Linked DNA regions of Zea mays: region 2 is linked to region 1. Evidence: chromatin contacts called from public Hi-C data. All regions are on one chromosome and are shown on one strand. Each heading gives the region's core, a stretch centred on a gene start, on an enhancer-like site or on the middle of the called end of the contact. The rest is flanking DNA. Distances are from core to core; before and after follow the strand shown. Region 1 holds the start of LOC103653700 (pentatricopeptide repeat-containing protein At4g14850). Region 2 holds the start of LOC103653701 (ARM-repeat/Tetratricopeptide repeat (TPR)-like protein).

Region 1 (3,279 bases), core at 95-2,594:
TTGACTTGAGAACAGAAGCTAGTGTCGTCCTATTGACATCAAGGTCAAGCCCCTCCTTCCTCATCCTGTGAAAGAGTGACAGCACCTCACCATGCCGTCCGTCATGAGAGCAGCCTGAGATCAGTGCATTCCACAAAATCAGATCCCTTCGGGGCATGAAATCAAACACCTTCCTTGCGTCATCCAAGAACCCATGCTTTGCGTACATGTCGACAAGGCCAACAGCGACAAACTCATCAAAATCTGCAACGGCCTTGACCATAAACCCATGGATTTGCCGGCCCAAATTGAATGCACCAGCACCAGCACAAGCCTTCAGAACACTAGATAAGGTGAACACATTGGGCACCAATCCTGAAGACTTCATCTGTAGTAGCAGCTCCAGTGCACGGTGATCATGCCCATGGGTTACACAGCCAGAAATGAAAGCATTCCATGAGACGACGTCCGCCGCAGGCATCTTCTCGAAAACCGTTGCTGCCATTTCAATGTCTCCCAGCTTTGAGTACATGTCGACCAGCGCATTTGCTGTGAACACATCCTTTTCATATCCCGTCCTCACCACTGCACCGTGCACCTGCCTCCCAGCCTCCAAATCCCTCGATCCCGTGCACGCGTTCACCACGCACGAGAACCCGAACTCATTCGGCCGCTCCCCGCTCCACACCATTTCGCGGAACACCCCGATGGCATCCCCGCTCTGGTCGTTCTTGACGTACGCCGATATCATGGTGTTCCACGAAACGGCATTCCTCTCCCCTCCAACGCCTACATACTCGTCGAACATCCTCCTGGCCTCGTCCACCATGCCGAACCCGCCGTACACGGCCACAAGCGCGTTGGCGACGAAGACATCGTGGACGAGCCTCGTGGCCACGGCCAGCGCGTGCACCTGCGCGCCGAACCGGACGTCCGGCGCGCACTTGAGCACGACGGGGAGCGCGAACTCGTTGCACGGGACGCCGCGCCCGCGCATGGCCCGAAACGCCAAGAGTGCGTCCCGGGGCATGCCGTTGTTCGAGTAGGCGGTGACGAGCGAGGACCAGGAGACGTGGCACGGGTCGGGGATTTCGTCGAACACCGCGCGTGCTGCGCTCGGTAGACGGCACCTGGAGTAGAGTGTGAGGAGGTGGTTGCTGAAGCCGGCGAGAAGGCCGGACTTGAGGAGGTGGGAGTGGAGGTGCGCTCCGGCGAACAGCGACCGCGACGTGCCGAAGCGGGCCAGGGCCGAACCGATGGTTTCCGGAGTCCGCATCGGTGTGGCATCCTACAATGAGCCGCCGCCTCCCGGGCAGGCCGCAGGCGGCAAAGGTTCAGCTTGGGAACATGCCATGGGGATGCGGCGGGCCGATATGTCAGCCTGTGAGGTGTTAGGGTATATACAACCCAAAGGGCACGTACAACAGTGGGGAACAAGATTACGAAGGTAAATGAGGGGCTATAATTCTTCATTATTCAATTTTGAATAAAAAAGATTTTAGTTCTTTCAATCCTCTCTAATACATTGCTCCTAAATAAGTCCGATGTTTTGAGTCGTCTTTTTGTCTGTGTCTAAAAAGGTAAATGTAAACAAACTCAAGTCACATCTCTTAACAAAGACGTGTCTTACCTCTTTGTTCGAGATGGAGGACATAGTTGATTGGTCTATTGAACTTATTGAATATTCTTATTGGGTCCAATAAATATAGTAAAACATAAGTTTTAGACACGTTCATTGTATCATATCGTGCATTAGTTATGTCTTATACTTAGAGTGTCGTAAAACGATGTCAAGCTTATACATGCTCTTAAATGAGGGGTTTCTTGTGGGGTCTTTAGAGAGCTAAGTGAAAAAAATCAAGAGACGGGCTATTCGTGCGTCTCTACACGACTCTCTATGCATATTGTGTCTTGGCTGTATTTATTCTCTAGATGCTCAGGGTTATATCATGTAGTCTCTTATCTATCTCTTATATTTAAAAAACTGTTCTAAGGGCTTAGGGTAGTATATGCCCTTGTGCAGGTTACTGTGTTCGCGTGATGACGGAGGGCAGATAGTAGAGATGAAAATAGGACAGGTACCCGAGACGAGTATCGAATACGGTTATAAAAACATGACAGATTTTTGGATATGAATACACATATTTTTTATTAGGACGGACATGAGTAGTACTCAGATATTAAACTCTAGATACAAGTAGGATATGAAATCACTAATACTCGATAAGTATCCGTAAATTTCGGGTAGGATACTGTTGCGTGATGACGTTGTGGACTACTGGAGTATGGTGGGGTCTGGGCGGCTGGGCCTGCCTGCTAGCATGTTCCCTGCTGGCCCACCTCTGGAATCCAGATGGCCCATTACGACATTAAGCAAAGGCAGCAAATGGACATGTTAATTAACGTGTAGCAGTATGGAACTACATTTGTGGAACACTTGAACATTTATTAACCTGTTACACTTTCCCATTACGACAGTAGTTAACATGTAATATTATATTTGTGTTGTTTTATTTAGTGTATGAAAATAATGAACACTTGAACATGTAGTTAATGTCAACTATCTACTATCTATTATATACTTGTAGACTTGTGAATTATGCCTAAAATAAGGGATATGTTGTCGATTTTTTTAAAATTGTATTATTGGTTCTATAATATCCTTGTGATTAGTAACTTTGAACTGCATAATGTTAATTTTATCGGTTTATTTTTCTATATTTGAGATACATGATTATGTATTTTTTATTTATTTGTTTGTTGGACTGTTGGACAATTAATATTATCAGGGCGAATTATCCGACAAATATCTGTTATCTATCCGAATAATATCTGATATATGTTTCTTACCCGCCTGAATTTTTACCCGGTCTCATCATGTATCCGTCCCGAATTTTAACTTCTCGTATTCAGTCTCATATCCAAGAGAAATACAATAGGATAGGATACGAGATGACGTTGTATCCGTCCCGTTTTCATCTCTAGCATGGAGCATCTCCTCCTCAGAAAATGACTTATGAAAAATCAAAATTTCAAGAGTATCTCAAAATTATTAGGGGTATATTTTAATCCTTTCTCCAGCAGTTCCTTTAAAGTTGGTCAAAAATATTTTAAACTAGACCAAATCAGTCTTAGCCCATGTTGATAAATTTTACGGGTGTATTTTCTTCTTCTACAGCTTTGAGCTCTGCCAACCGATCAAACCTATGCCGCTATCAAAGGTCGCTAGCAGTACACGTGCGGGCGTGGCTAGCTAGAGAGGACCAACGGTGGCGGCAAGCGACAACAGAGGCTTGACTA
Region 2 (3,100 bases), core at 166-2,665, 210 kb before region 1:
ACCGGTGTCCCATCCGGCTAGCTCCGCCAGATAGGCAATGATGGCGCCCCGCTAGCCCTGTGACGACGGCGGCTCTCAGCTCCCTTACGGAAGCAGGGGGACGTCAGCAAGGACCCAACCGCTCCGACAGCTGTCCCTCCGCCAGGCTCCGTTGCTCCTCCGACAGCCACGACATCACGCCAGCAGGGTGCCAAGATCTCTCCGGCTGCCACATTGGCATGTACCTAGGGCGCTAGCTCTTCCTCCGCTAGACACGTAGCACTCTGCTACACCCCCATTGTACACCTGGATCCTCTCCTTACGCCTATAAAAGGAAAGACCAGGGCCTTCTTAGAGAAGGTTGGCCGCGCGGGGACGAGGACGGGACATGCGCTCTCTTGGGGCCGCTCGCTTCCCTCACCCGCGTGGACGCTTGTAACCCCCTACTGCAAGCGCACCCGACCTGGGCGCGGGACGAACACGAAGGCCGCGGGATTTCCACCTCTCTCACGCCCGTCTCCGGCCACCTCGCTTCCCCCCTTCGCGCTCGCCCACGCGCTCGACCCATCTGGGCTGGGGCACGCGGCACTCACTCGTCGGCTTAGGGACCCCCCGGTCTCGAAACGCCGACAATTAAGATTAGTAGAGTTCACCAGATAGTATTTACCTGCACAAACATAAATATGAACTTCAATACATATGCCACAAATTAATAACGAATGATACAAAAGTACAAGATAGTTATACCTTCTTCCACACCAAGTGTCAACTGTACAACGTGCACACACTGGGATCTGCTTCCTAATTAACAACATTTACATTAGTGTGTATGAGCACCACAACAGAAAGCCTAACTGCTAAGCAGAGGAATGGATATTCGAGTCAAACACTGAGAATCTGAGGCGGCTGCAAGGAGACGCGGCCCGATGACCGATTCCGCAGTATCGTTGTAAGCGCGATTCTCACAAAAGCGCGGTCAACAGAAGCTGACCCAGAAGCGGTGCGTTTGACATCCAAAAGCTGCTTCTAGCCACCAAAATCAGCCCAAAAGCTGAACCAAACACTGCCTTAATTGGTGGGTTTTGCAAAAAAAAGAAAATAATTGATGGATTATATAATGATGTAGAAAAGAAAGTCATTATACGATGAGTTTTAGATTTGTTTCCAATAATAAATTTATGAAGGGCCTACTTGTAAAATAACTTTTCAAAAGTAACTAAAATATGTATTTTTCGCCTAGGGCGGGCCCTTGGCCGTGTCGGGCGCCATGATTTGGTTTGACGGGATGGGGGCTCATGACTCATGGATGGACCCTGCTGCCGGCCTGCCGCTGCTTCGCGGTCCCGGCGGCGGCTCTACGCGGGTCCAACGCTCGCACGGGAGCAGCGTGAGCGTGACGGGAAGGGGCTGGCCTGGGGGACCGTGGACACCGGTGATGGGTTGGGTTGGGTGGGTGGGTGGCGAGGCCCGCCCGTCGCTCGTCACATGGCCGGACCCGACGCATCGGCCCCGTGGACCGCGCGCGCCGCGGCTCGATCCTAGCCGTAAATGGACGTGGGCCCCCGACCTGGGAGTCCGTCCGACGCCACCATCGGCCATCGCGCCCTCCCCAAATCGCCTCGTCCGCCCAATTATGCTCCTCAAACCGCACGCGCGCGCGCGACTCACCGCCGTTGTCGTCGTCGTGTTCGCGGAGATCCGCGGGGCTCGCCCATCCCCCTCCTCCCTGCTCTCCTCCCCAGCACCCACGGCCCGCTGCTGCCCCTCCGCGCGCCCCCTCGCCAAACCCTAGCTTGGCCATCTCCCCCCACTGCCCCGGCGCCACCACCTGCCCTGCCCTGCGCGTGGCCGGCGGCGCCGACCGCCGCCATTGTCTTACGGAGGCGTCCGAGTCCCGACGCGTTGGAATGCGCTGGTAAGGTGCCATTTCTCTGTGCGGAGTTCAGATTGGTAGCTGAGGTTCATGTCGCCGCCGGGATTTTCAAATCTCCAGCTTGAAACCCCTCTCCAGCTACCAGATTATTAGGAACTCCTTTCCGTAGCTGCAAGTTCCAGCCACTCGCTCAAAGCTTTTGAAATTCAAGCTGCGAGTTCAAGTTTCCGGACGATAGTAAAAATTTTGAGCTGATAATTCACTCCTCAGCTCATACTTTTGATCTATTCTAACTCTAGATGCAATTTGAAAGTGGGGGATGGCCAATGAGAGGTTTAGAGTGATGGTGTCTACCACTTGACTTCGAAGTCGGTGCATCCCTTTCCTGAGTGTTGAATTCACTTTCCCATTTTTCATGTCCCTGAAACCAACAAAACATAGCAAATTGATTAAATTTCTCACCTTCTGTTTAGGTTACGTTACTCTGTACAGAAGACTTTATTCTGAAAATTTCTACTTCTTATTTGGGAACTTAAACCAATGTTCATACAGCAGATAAACTGCACACAAATTAGAGTCCATCTATTCACTAGTATCATCACTGAAGATGGTCTAAATAGAGGACCGGGTGTCCGGGTGGCGTGAGAGGCGTTGTCCCTCCACCAGGTGGGGGGGGTCAAGGTTTCTCACCCATGTGTGTGTGTTGGGGGGGGGGGGGGAGCCTGCTGCCTTGGGCCGGTACGACCCGCGAGTGATTGGAGAGGGGGTTTGGGATTTTCTCGGTCGGGACCTGTGTTAAGGTCTCTTCTTCAGCCCGTGGAGGGGTTGAGTGTGCCTTGAGTGCCGGCCCTGGGCTAAAACCGGGAGGGCGGTCTATCCCTCCCCGGCCGAGTTTTTTTTTATGTTCTAAATAATTTAATTAATTATACATCGCGTTATCGTCTCTCGTGATATATACATAGTACTTTTTTTGAAGTTTCAACACTCTAGTGCTTTCCTAATTTTGCTGAAGTTGCTTGTTGTGCTCCAGATCTGCTTGCCGATGGTTGCCAAGTTATCAGATGATTGTAGGAAGAATACACTTTGTCAAATGGCATAGTTGTTTGCTTTCTGTTGTATTTAGTTTCCTACGCTGTTCGTCTGCTTGGTTTTGCGGCAGCTGCTGCTACAACGGTTTATGGTGCAAGGCACTAATTACTGTAGCTGCAGTGAAAATTGCAGCTGGCAGCGCTGCTAGAACAGGCAGCC

Evidence for each region. Hi-C and Micro-C count contacts between places; a contact is called where the count stands out from the background.
Region 2: a contact with region 1 is called in a Hi-C map of ear, with 2.4 times the contacts expected there. The contact joins the promoter of LOC103653701 here to the promoter of LOC103653700 in region 1. A contact is called at or near these places in 3 of 25 Hi-C or Micro-C datasets (ear, endosperm and tassel).

What each region holds. Positions count from the first base shown.
Region 1 is chr4:134,598,649-134,601,927 of Zm-B73-REFERENCE-NAM-5.0, reverse strand. LOC103653700 (pentatricopeptide repeat-containing protein At4g14850) reads right to left here and starts at 1,344. Exons shown (of 1, transcript XM_008680531.4): 1 at 1-1,344. The coding sequence starts at 1,255.
Region 2 is chr4:134,804,688-134,807,787 of Zm-B73-REFERENCE-NAM-5.0, reverse strand. LOC103653701 (ARM-repeat/Tetratricopeptide repeat (TPR)-like protein) reads left to right here and starts at 1,415. Exons shown (of 4, transcript XM_008680532.3): 1 at 1,415-1,894.